2 separate regions of the Mustela erminea genome follow, and region 1 is linked to region 2. A link is a contact called in public Hi-C data. All regions are on one chromosome and are shown on one strand. The core of a region is the stretch at or near the end of the contact, and the rest is flanking DNA. Distances in the headings are between cores, read along the strand shown.

Region 1 (6,192 bases), core at 2,207-4,706, 37 kb after region 2:
TGGTCCTTTTACTTTTTACAAAAGTAAAGGGAAACTTTTATGTCAAAACTTGATATGTGCCCAACCTACAAGGTATATGGCTGAGGAGGTCCTCAAATTTACAACTGATGATTTGTAGAGTTTTCTTGGAATACCGTTTACTGAGTTTATTTAGCTGCTGGACTTGGCCTTATCATAAGATATTTGGTCAAGAAAGATGATGAGAGAGGGGGGGAAAAAAAAGAGGGGGATTGAGGCCAGTGATTCTTCCCCAAAGGTCAAAGTCAATTCTGGCATTAAAGCTAGTGACCTTAAAAAAATAATAAAAGTGTGTTTCCATTTTGCAAGGCTTTTAAAAAATATTGTGTGCTCAGATGGCACCTTTAATCACGAAGAACTTTTGGCTGAGTTCCAGGCTGATTCTGCTGGCACAGAGAGCTCTGAGATCATACCCTATATTCAGTGCACAGGAGAAAAATTTCATCCATCTCTGAAAAAAAGAGGGGGAATTGGAGCATATTTGAACAGTTTGATAGCAAGACCATATCAGGGTGAAAAGTGAAGGACACCTTATTCATTTGGAGTTATAGAAAGGTACTATTAATTCTAAATACTTAAGTGGCAATTTTTAAAAAAAATTTTCAGTGTTTCACAGTAAGCTAAGAAGTTTGCATAAATCTGAAGACAATCTCTTATTTCACAGATAAATAAAGGCAGACAGATTTTTGACTTACCTAAAATTACTTTAAATTAAAAAGAGTGGCACCTGGGTGGCTCAGTTGGGTTAGGTGAGTCTGACTCTTGATTTCCACTCAGGTCATGATCTCAGGGTTGTGGGATCTAGCCCTGTGTTGGGCTCTGTGCTTAGTGGGGAGTCTGCTTGAGATTCTCTCCCTCCCTTTGCCTGCATCCCCACCTTAAATAAAGTAAATAAATAAATATTTAAAAAAATTGTTTGTTTATTATTTATTTGACAGAGAGAGAGAGCAAGAGCACAAGCAGGGAGAGCAGCAGAGGGAGGGAGAGAAGCAGGCTCTCTACTGAGCAGGGGGAGCTTGATGTATGGGGCTTGATCCCAAGATCCCAGGATGATGAATTGAACGGATGGCAGACAGTTAACTGACTGAGCCACCCCAGCACCCCTAAACAAATATTTTTTTAAAAATTTAAAAAAGAAAGGAAGGAGGCAAAGAGGAAAAAAAATTCCAAAGTAGCAGGTTGTGACCCAGGAGTTTGAGCTCTTAGAGCTGAATTTAATCCACACCCAGGCCAAATATAATTCTCCAGGATGGAAATGGTCCAGGACACCAGAGCTAACATTCTCTGCCTTTGCCAAAGAGCCTGAGGTGGTTTGATGACATGCAGTCACAACCTCACTTTTATTTCCCAACTGAAGGAAAGTAAGGCCAGCATCATATGACAGGTGCTTCCCACCATAGCAGGGCAGTGGTTCCAGACCCATTCAAAGGAAATGTGCTTCCCCTTGATTCATCGTTGCCTCTTGCATCACTGTTATTTTTTGGAGGTCTCCTATTCAAAGCTTTACTTGTTGGATAGTTGGATCATATAATTTTAGGTGGCAGGATTGACTCAAGCTTTACCCCAAGTGCCAGTGTTGAGGATCAGACTATATACTGTGCTGCTTCTTCACTGTATTTCTCCAAGTCTTAGGTTTGGGAAAGGCTGGGTGATTGCTCTGCATTTTAAAAATTGAAACCCCACCACTAAATGATGTAAAGTGGTCCAGGCAAAAGCTGCTGTGGAAATCTGAAAGCCATTATCTTTTCCACACTTCCTCTCTTCACCTTCATTTTGTTTGGGAATGCACAGGGACACCCGTGAACAAAAATAAACCAACTTGCCCTTGACTGATTGTTCTGCCTTTCGAGTTATCACATGTGAGTACTTCTGGCTCCCAGATATGGTGAAGTTAAGAGACTGCTGGGAAGCCATCCACAAATTAGAGTTGATCTTCCAGCATCTCCTACCTAGAGAAAGGGCTCAGGACATTCAAATTAGCAACATGCCCTATCCCAAAGTTGATCTGGCTTTTGAATCAGGTTTGGATTTCAGAAATGTAAAAAAAAAAAAAAAAAGAAAGAAAAGAAAGCATGCAAGAATCCTGATGTATTTCCTCAGTTCAAACCTGTTCACTTACTCTTACTGGCCCTTTTTAATTCAAGACTCTACACAGAGACCATACACATTTGGCTCCCAGGAACTGTCTCAACTTAGCACACCTTTAAGGAAGGCAGGCTCACTTTAGGAGGTAGAGGGTGAAACGTGGCAACTCTTCCACAGGAAGGAATCAATATAGTAGAGCCACTCAGGGTAGGAGGTTTCACTAGGGCTTAAATCAGGTTGTCAACCCAAACACAATGGGCTTTGTTGCTCCTGTGTAAAGAGGAAATGGAACAGTTTTTGGCCTCCCTAGACTGTATTGTAGGCTATGCAGGATGGCAATTCCAGGCATAACCTTTGGAAGACAAAAATCTGCTTTTGGCTATTCAGTGTTCCCCAGCAAGTTAATTAGCTGTTTCTGAAATGCATGGTAATATTCAGCATTTTCATAGTGAAGCCCATCATAGTTTTAAGCTTGAGGAAGGGACTGGGTGTATACGGAAGGTGGTCTGTCAGGCAAACAGAATAGGGCCCTTTTGGCTGGGGATTCTAACACCTGTGATTTTTCTCAAATCACACACGCACTGTAATTTCAAGGCATGTTTTCTGGCGTGAGCAATCGAGCTGAGGGGCCTGCTGCAGCTCCCTATTTATTTCAGGTCTGGGTTCGAAAGTCCTTGGGTGGGAAGCGCAGAGAAACTGCGAAATGCCTTCTTAAGAAAAGCCTAACTGCTCAAAGGAAGAAGCCGGGACTGGGTTGTGGTAGCGGCCTGGGAAGGCTACCGGGCGCCATGGGCATCTCCTCTCACCGAGGGGTAACGGTCCTGCAAGTGAGTTTAGGGATCTTTTCTTTATTTGACAACTTATTGCGGGGGATGGGGGCTGTCCCAGCCCAGTAAAGAGGTCTGTGGGGAGGGACCCTGCCCGGGGACTTCCTAAGGACCAGAGGAGCGCACGTCCCGCCAAGTGACAGAACGCGCCCCTCTCAGTCCGCTCCCCTCCCCCGCAGCGTCTCCGGGCAGAGGTGTCTAGCGCAAGCTCGTCTCCCCCCCCCCCCCCCAAAACCCCCACTCGTCCGGCCCGACTGAGCCTCAGCGGGAGCCCCGCCTGTCTCCGGGCAGCATGAGCCCCTGAGCGCTCGCCCAGCCTGTCAGTAACCGCCGTTTGCGCTTTCTTTCTTTCTTTCTTTTTTTTTCCTCCTCTTCTTTTCTTTTCCCCCTCTGCCTTTGTCCCGCTTAGTAACTGGGCTCTGACCAATCGCCGCCTTGCCGGCCAACGCCGGCTGGCTCCTGATTGGTCCGCTTGGGGCGCGCAGCCGTCTCCCGCTCCTTTGCTGGAAGAAGGCAGACAAAAGACGCAGGCTCCAGGCTCCGGCAACCCAGCTCAGCCAATCACCACTCACCTTATCCTCTCTTTCTACCCCCCTCCTTCCCTCTCTCTTCTCCCTCCCCTCCTGGCTCGCGTGCTCCCGGCACTGACTCCTGGCGTGCGGCCAGCGCCCGGACTGTACCATTCTTATTGAGGCTGGGGGGAGAGAGGATGAATGATTAAGAAGTCGAAACGCAGAGAGCGTTGGGGAGAGTTGAAAGCCGAAGTGGAGGACGGCTTTCGGAACGCTTGCACAGGCACCTGACAGAATCCCCCTTTAATCGAGTTGGTATAGACGGGAAGGAGCAGTAGTGATGTCGCCTTCCCCCCCTGCCCGGTGCTGTTGGGTGGTACCTCAGCGGGGGAGCGTGAGGCGGGGGAGGGTGTCCCTCTCCGCGCCGTTAAAATGAAACTCTAGTGGCTGGAGTCAGGGCAGAGCGTGAGGGGAGCCGGCACTGGCGGGTTTACTTACTGCCCGGCGGGAGCGCCCAGCCGGGCAGAGCTAACTGGACTTTCCGACGGGCCCCCATCTCGAGGCTACAGCAGCTTCGGTTCCGAGCTTGACTGGAACGGAGCCCGAGTCCCGGCCCCTGAGGGGATCGCTCTCTGCAGACCAGTGGGACCCCGAAACTTGAATGCAATACCCACCCCCCTTTTTATGCCTTCCTTTGTCACTTCCTCACCTTTCTCCCAGCGCGTTCTTTTTATCTCCCCCTCTTCATTCTCCCTCCCTCGAAGGACACAAAAGTGGCTGCCGAGGAAAGATTTGGAGGCAGTGGGAGCTTTTCTCTTTGGAGAGCGACTGTGTGGAAGGGATTTTTGGGAAGCTGCTTTTTAACATCTCAGCCCTCTGCCTTCACCCCCCACCCCCCCGCCCCAAGCCTCCCTGTACCTCTCTGAGGAGAAAAAGCCCGTAGACTGAAAGTTCGGGGGGCATTTTGCTGGGTGCCGTAAGAGGAGACGGGGGAGGACTTCCATCCTCGTCCTGGTAGTTGGCTGGACTTGTACCGGCCGTTGGAAACCCAGAAGTATATATCCGTGTGGGACTTTACAGATCTATATTTTTAGATTTTTAAATATCAGATAAAAAATATATATGCTTTCTATATATTTCCTGACGACCTGCCCCTGACAGCGCGATGTACAATACGGTGTGGAGTATGGACCGCGATGACGCAGACTGGAGGGAGGTGATGATGCCCTATTCGACAGAACTGATATTTTATATTGAAATGGATCCTCCAGGTACTTGGGGAGAGAAAAAGAATCTTGTGATGGGTCTGATTTGTATATAACTAGACCTTGGTGCTGTTTTCAGGGCACAAGTGTTCCTGGGAGCGCTAGGTTTGGGATGAGGGGCAGATTTGCAGTTAGAGCTGCAGTAAAACTGCTTCTGGTTTATCCGTTTAAAGTTTGCAGTTAGGACCCTGATCCTATTGTCCTGCGAGGGTGGGGGTGGGGGCTGGAGTGGGGGTGGGAGGAAAGACCCGTTTCTTTCACTTCGTGTCGTTCAGGTTTTTGTTGTGCCCCCCTCCCCCCTTTTTTTCAATTAAAGATTCTTCTACCTGCAAAGGATGCTTTATACCCGAGCCTTGAACTCAAGCCTTTTCCTTTGGGGGAATTCTTTAAAGCTTGTCATTTCATACGTTTGTCTTATTTGGTTCCTTGTGTTTTACCTTCGTTAACTTCTGAAACTGGGTTGCCTATATGATTATTCATTTTAAGACCCCCTTTTTCTCTTACAGAAACCAAATGCCGGTTAGTAATTTTCAGGGATTGGGGCGTTTTTATTCAGTCATGGTCTTAGTCTGAGGTTTTTCTTCTCAGGATATAGTCTCTCAGACAGATCTACGTGCAGTATTTTATTACTCGTTAATTTATGGTGATTTCACTTAATTTATGGGATAGGGTTTAATATAACTTCAATTCTTAGACTAAAAAAAGGAGGAATCCTTTTTGTGTGAATCTATGTGATGTGTACATATATGTGATAGGTTCGAATACACATAATGTAAAGTATACATATACTGTATTTTTACTTCAGAGCTTTGTCTGAGACCCTTACAGACATTTTGTGTATCTGGTAAGAAAGGAAAAGGAAGGGAAAATGGAAAAGTTGGGTAATTGTTTTTCTTTAAATTCTAACCTCATTTTATGATTATTAGCTGTCAAATTTTCAAACCCTTTTTTGCAGTTACAGATAGTGCTTTACGTAATGATTTGGAATAAGTAGAGGGCCTTTGTGACTCCTTATTTTTGTTGAGGATGAATTGGTTATGTCTTAAAAATGTGTTGCAGTTAAGCTTACAAAATAAATTATGTGTCATTGGGGAACCTCAATTATTATAAGACTATGTATTTTTGGAAACCTTTGAAAGGATTGGAGCCTATGCAAGTACAATGAAGTATAACTGTTTTGTAGAATGTTTATAGAAATTATTTGTGTCCTTGTGAGCTGTAAATTATCTTTAGTTTTTTTTTTTTCCAGTTAGAGTGTTAAATGATGCTATATTAAAAACTCCTATTAAATCAGCCTTTTTTACTCTTTATGATAATTTATAATTTTTCTCTTTCCCTTCATTTTGGAGCTTTCTTTATTTGCTTTTGTCATTGTGACTGCAATCCAGATGCAGCCTTTCAGTGTTTTGCAAAGTTTGTAAGATTTGCCACCCATCTATTGTGTGTATTTCCCCCTTTGTTTCCCCCTAACGGTAAAGCATCATT
Region 2 (5,967 bases), core at 2,527-5,026:
CCTTGCCTCTTTCTCCCCACCCCAAAATGTCCCCCAGCCCACCTTACCCCTTCCATGGTGGTGTTCCACACTTGGGTGAAGTCCTTCTGGGAACCGTAGTCTTGCTTGATGGCGGGCACTACCAGCAACGTCAGGAAGTGTTCAGCCTGGATGGGGCAGGCCGGTGCTCAGGGCCCTGGGGGCCACAGCCCACTTGCAGGGCTCTTCCCCATCTTTCCCCCTTGCCCCGTCCCCTGCTCCTCACCATGGTGGTGTACACCAGGGCGACCACAGCAGCTGCCACCTCCGCGATGAAGATGAGGAGGAGGATCAGGAAGAACTGAATGGGGACCAGAGGTCTGAGTTTAGAAAGAGGCGGTCCCTTGTGCCTTACCTATTGCAACCCACCACCCAGTATGGCAAGGCAGCGGCTCCCTCTGCCGAGGGCCCTGGAATGCAGAGCATGGCTTGGGGATCTCCAGGGCCTGGATTCAAGGGTGAGGGGACCCTGGATCTTGGTTATGGGCCCGGGGAGCTGGGTTTGACACACCATCATGAGGGCACACTTGTTCTCAGTCTGAGCACCGTAGCAGCCCAGGAAACCGAGAGCGAAGAGCACAGCACCGGCAGCGATGAGGAAGTAGCCCACGTTGACGAACTGCATGGCACTGGACGACAGCGGCCCGAAGATCTTCAGGAAAGACGCCCCGTCAATCGACACCCAGATGCCCACGGCCAACAGGGCAACACCACATAGCTGGGGACAGAGAGGCAGGCCTTAAAGCAGTGTGGGCAAGCAGTTCCTTACCACTCATTTGAGATAGGAAGATGGAAAACGAGAAATTTCTCCCTTTATTGGCTAAGGAGCCTAAAAACTCATCCTGTAGGGAGGAAAAACATTCTGTAGAGCCAGAAGGATGGGAGCTGGGCCACCCAAAGCCAGCACCAGGCTGCACACCAATGTAGATATAAATGGAATCGGGGGTTCTAGAAATATCCACAGAATGGGGGAGGGCAAGGCAAGACTTTCCTTCACTGCTGTCAGGGTACTGCTGCATAGCTAGGAGTGAAAACAAGTGGGTGAGGCCAGCTGGGGGGTGAGGGAGGGGCCCTACCCCATTTCCTTGCTGAGCTGACTGCCTCTGTCCTGGGACAGGTGAAACAGTGGGATGGAAGCCACAACAGGCTCAACAGTCACCATAGTAACAGAGGCGGGGCTGAGGTTTACACCTGCTTCCAACCCTGGAGAGGGACTCGGTGAGAAGGGACACCTACCTTGGGGCTCTCCAGGATCAAACTCCAGGCCTGCCCTTCATCTAACCTAGACCTCTCCTTGCCTCACAGGGAAAACTGAGGCATGAGGGATGGAGTGCCACTGGGGGCTGCTCTCAGAGGCTCTCTGGCTCAACCCCAAACCTCATGGAATCCAGAGGCCCAGATCGGGGGAGGTACTGTCCAGATGCCATAGCTTTTAGAGAAAAGCCTCACTGATCCAGGCACCAGTGGATAAATCAGTCTGATTCCACCTAGCTGTCCAGTCCCCAGGTGTAGAAACTGAGGCTAGAACCAGGAATGAGATGCCAGATTGTGGCTGGATCCCAGGCATGTTTGCCCAAGGATAGGGGGCTGGGCTCCCAGCCTACAGGGTCAAATTTCAAGGAGCCTGAGACTTGCCCTGCCTTGCCCAGCCTGGCAAGGCCTGAACAACAGAGGCCAGAAACCAAACCGGATTTGCCTTTAACCCCCTCGGGCCTCTCCATATTGCTGGGATACCCCTGCCTTCTCCAGATACATGGGCAAAGCCTACTTCCCTGAAGCCAAAAGAGGCCCAAGGCATGCACCATATTGGAGTCTGAGAGGTAACACACCCACAGCCCAATTTCTCCAAATCTCTCTATGGGTCATGTCTCCACCTCCTCACCTTCCATTCACTGTAAGCCCCTCTAATGTAGCTCCAAGATCTGTGGTGCCATCCTGCGCTAAATCGGGTAGACACTTCATGAGCCAGACCCTTCTGACGTCTCTGAGATCGTGGGCTTCTTGTTTTCCTCTTGTTGCTCTTTCTCTAGCTGCTTCCAGGTGACCATTTCTCCACATACTCTTTGTAAGTTGGGTTTTGCAGAGTGCTCTTCCCCGCTCCCATGGTTTCACTGACTGTTTGTGGTCCTGTGACTTCCAAACATCTATGTCCAGCTCCAACCAGAGCTGCAACCGCATTGGGTACGCAGCTGCCTGGAGGACATCCCCTGGGTTGCTCAGACCAGAAACATGGGCTTTATCTTCAAAGCTTCTGTTTCCCTCACCCCTCCTTCCGTCCCTCAGCCGCCATCTGAGGGCTTTGTCCTTCATCCATTTTTCCCCGTCCCCACCGTCATCTCCAGGGTCATGCCTCATTACTCAGTTTCCTCTGTTCCTGGTTTCCTGAACAATACCTGATTTCATTGCCTCTGGGCCTTTTTTGCATGCTTTACAACCCCTTCACCCAGCGCAAATGCCCAGTCGCAGCTGTTTCCTCCAGATAGTCTTCTCAGACCAGGGTTTAAGTTTCTCATGGGGTCTCCTATAGCCCCTGTGCTAAGGCCAGACATTATATGTTGCAACTGTCTACCTGGCCTGCTGGACCTGAGATCCTCAGGGGCAGAGAAAGGGCTCACTCACCTTTCCCCCAGCACTTAGCACAGAGTCTTAGGCCATAACTGTTTGTTGAATGAATAGGTGTTTCTTGATCTCTGCTCTGAGGTCTCCGGGCCTCTCTCCTTTCAACTTCCCATCTGTCCTACAGAGCCACTAAATTTCTTTGTACACCAGGTAAGCATGGGCAAACTCTTCCCCTCCCTGTGCCCCCAATGCCTATGAAACAACGGCAATCATTCCTGTTAGCCTATCCCACCTTGCCCTAATTCAGGTCTGAAGCTTCCTGGAAGGGAGGAGCCTCTCCTAAGCTTTTCTATTCCAACTATGGCAGCCGGGCTGCTCCTAAGACCAGGACTCAGTATTTGGGGAGACTTCTGCACCCTAACTGAAAGGGAAAAGTGTGCAACAGAGTCTGGGCCCAGCAATCTCCCATTGCCCAGCTGCTGTGACCTCCTCCCATAGGGAGGCCCGAACAGCCCACAACTCCCATACTTACAAAGATGAGGAAATTGAAGAGGATCATCATGGTCTTAAGGAAGCTGAAACACTGCATGGTGGCTCCTGGGAGGCAGACAAGTGGTAGTTAGGGATTTCTGCTGCCCACCTCTGCTACTACCTGGGCCGGCCCCTGCACTGGGAACCTGCCATACCAGATTCCAGCATCCAGGACCCCTAAATCACCCCGTTTCCCCTACATCTAGCCTCTGACCCCTCAGGGCTTCTCCAAAGTCCTATCCTGACACCCCTGCCTCTCTGTAGGGCCCAGGTCCTCTCCCAGCACCCGACACTGGGATACTGATCCCCCAGCTCTCTCCACAGGCACCCCAAGCCCAACTCCCATACCATACGTCACTCCACGCCCTTCCCTCGCCCCAATATATCCTGGACCCCTCCATCAATCCAACCCTAGGCTCTCAAGACCCTCCCCCATTGGCCTTCCAGTTTCCCAAACCCCGTTTCCAGGTTGATTTTACTTCATAGGATGATCTCAATCCTGTGCCATCACCTGTTCAGGGCTCTTGGTAGTTCTGAAGGAAGGCTCTGCTGAGGCTCCAGAGGGGACAGCCTACGCAAGGGATTTGCCACTCCAGTGGGCAGGCAGTGAGACGGGGCTGGCTCTCCCGCTCCACCGCTCACCTGCAGGCGGGGCAGCCTTTTTAAAGTCCTGGGCTCACCTTCCCGCCTGCCCAACCCCACAGCCAGCCAACCTCTTCCTTCCCTGCTGCCCCCTGCTGCCTGGAGATCTGTCCCCATAGCCACCAGAGCCGCAGGCCTCCTGGTCGTCGGCCTGGCAACGCCAACCAAAGCAACACCCTTCCAGATCCGAAGGAGGAAGAGAAGTGGGAGGGTAAACAAGTGGCCTTCTGAACTTCGTGCGCCCTCGAACACAGAGCCGCTGGCCTGCGGATCCATTCCTCCATACCCCGTGCGCTCCCGGGCCCACTCATCTGCCCAAGCAGCCGTCTATGGAGGCACCCACAGATCCACACACAAACACCTAGCCGTGCCCATGAGTGCACACGCACGTGTCACACACACTCTGTGCTGTGTGTGCACTGACTCCCAGCAACTGAGAAACCACAAAGCAACCTCGGAGGGACATACCTAAAGTCTGTCTCCCCGTCTCTGCAAGAAAATGACCCAGGTTTAGCAGCTTCTACCCCCTTCTCTGAGGAGCAAATGACTTCTGGTCCTTTTCCCTCTACAGAATCTCAGTTTCCCCATCTTTCTCCTCCCTTCCTCTTTTCTCCTTACCCGTCTCCCTCCCGAGGTTTTGTCCCCCCCCCCCCATCCGGAGTTCTTAGCAATGGGCGTCCAGCAAGCGCCCCTTTCCTTTCTGCCAGCAGGTGGCGCCATGATCCCACAAAAGCATCACCTCCACTTGTAAGACTCCGCAGTCCCAGTGTGAACCCTTCAAGGGCTTCACTTGGACCCCTGCCTGTCTCTTTCCACTGCCGGTCCTCCTTTCCACTCCAGTGCTCCGGATATCGAGGTGCTGGGGAAGTTCTGGCTTTGGAGTCATTCAGACCAGGTACTTCCATGTTACTTCTGCTGCTGCTTAACTGTGCGACCTGGGGCGGGGTTTGGGGGGGCTCGTGGATTTCTTAGTCTTGATTTTAAGCTTAGGCTGGTCTATATAAGAAAATAGTTATAGGGATCTTAAAGATTTTATTTATTTATTTGACAGAGAGAGCTCACAAGTAGGCAGAGAGGCCAGCAGAGAGAGGGGGAAGCAGGCTCCCGGCTGAGCAGAGAGCCTGATCCGGGCCTCAGTTCCAGGACCCTGAGATCACTACCTGAGTGAAAGTTTAACCCACTGAGCCACCCAGGCGCCCTATAGGGATTTTAAATAAGATTTTATTGTAAAGATTTTATTTATTTATTTGACAGAGAGAGATCACACTGAGCCACCCAGGCACCCCTTAAATAAGACCTTAAATAAGATTTTCTCTGGGACAAACAGGAATGACCACAGAGTGGGAAGGTCAGAGTGTGGAGAGTCACAGCCAGAGGGGGTGAGAGATGGAGGAGGTGGACTTTAAAAAAAAAAAAATTTAGGGGCGCCTGGGTGGCTCAGTCATTAAGTGTTTGCCTTGGCTCAGGTCATGATCCTGGGGTCCTCAGATCTAGCCCCGAATTGGGCTCCCTGCTCAGCAAGGAGCCTGCTTCTCCCTCTCCCACTCCCCTCACTTGTGTTACCTCTCTCCCAATGTCTCTATTCTGTCAAATAAATAAATAAAATCTTCAAAAAAATTTTTTTAAATGTAAATATAGTTGACACTAATTTTTTTTTTTAAAGATTTTATTTATTTATTTGACAGAGAGAGATCACAAGTAGGCGGAGAGGCAGGCAGAGAGAGAGGAAGGGAAGCAGACTCCCGGCTGAGCAGAGAGCCGGATGCGGGGCTCGATCCCAGGACCCTGGGATAATGACCTGAGCCGAAGGCAGAGGCTTTAACCCACTGAGCCACCCAGGCGCCCCAATTTTTTTTTTTGAGATTTTATTTATTTATTTGACAGAGACAGTGAGAGAGGGGATACAAGTGGGGCAAAGGGAGAGGGAGAAGCAGGCTTCCCGCTAAGCAAGGAGCCTGATGCAGGGCTCTATCTCAGGACCCTGGGATCATGACCTGAGCCAAAGGCAGACTCCCAATGACTGAGCCACACAGGCACCCCTAATTTTGGTTTTTCTATAATGGGAGGAAACAGCTGAAGAAACTGGAGAGAAGGGGCCAATAACACTAATATCTGTGTAGATCATATTTTAAATGCATTACATATATTGTCTTTTCCCCCCTTGTCACAAAATTCCTATGAGATAGATTCTCTTTTCTCCCTTTTTTAAATATGGGG

What was found. A called contact is a pair of places that touch in the nucleus more often than the background predicts.
Region 1: a Hi-C map of fibroblasts shows a contact between it and region 2, with 2.6 times the contacts expected there. The contact joins the enhancer-like site here to the promoter of TSPAN1 in region 2. A contact is called at or near these places in 3 of 3 Hi-C or Micro-C datasets (fibroblasts, skeletal muscle and spleen).

The regions. Positions count from the first base shown.
Region 1 is chr10:73,670,320-73,676,511 of mMusErm1.Pri, forward strand. No RefSeq gene overlaps it. Among named protein-coding and RNA genes, the nearest start is that of P3R3URF, 33 kb to the left of the region's middle. Within about 2 kb of position 3,457, the one cell type or tissue checked has open chromatin away from gene starts, as enhancers often do. A contact at or near this core is called in fibroblasts, where this site is marked.
Region 2 is chr10:73,632,564-73,638,530 of mMusErm1.Pri, forward strand. TSPAN1 (tetraspanin-1) reads right to left here and starts at 3,777. Exons shown (of 7, transcript XM_032361017.1): 1 at 3,620-3,777; 2 at 3,110-3,174; 3 at 530-736; 4 at 48-146. The coding sequence starts at 3,166. LOC116600744 (a long non-coding RNA gene) reads left to right here and starts at 1,284. Exons shown (of 3, transcript XR_004289788.1): 1 at 1,284-1,838; 2 at 4,458-4,645.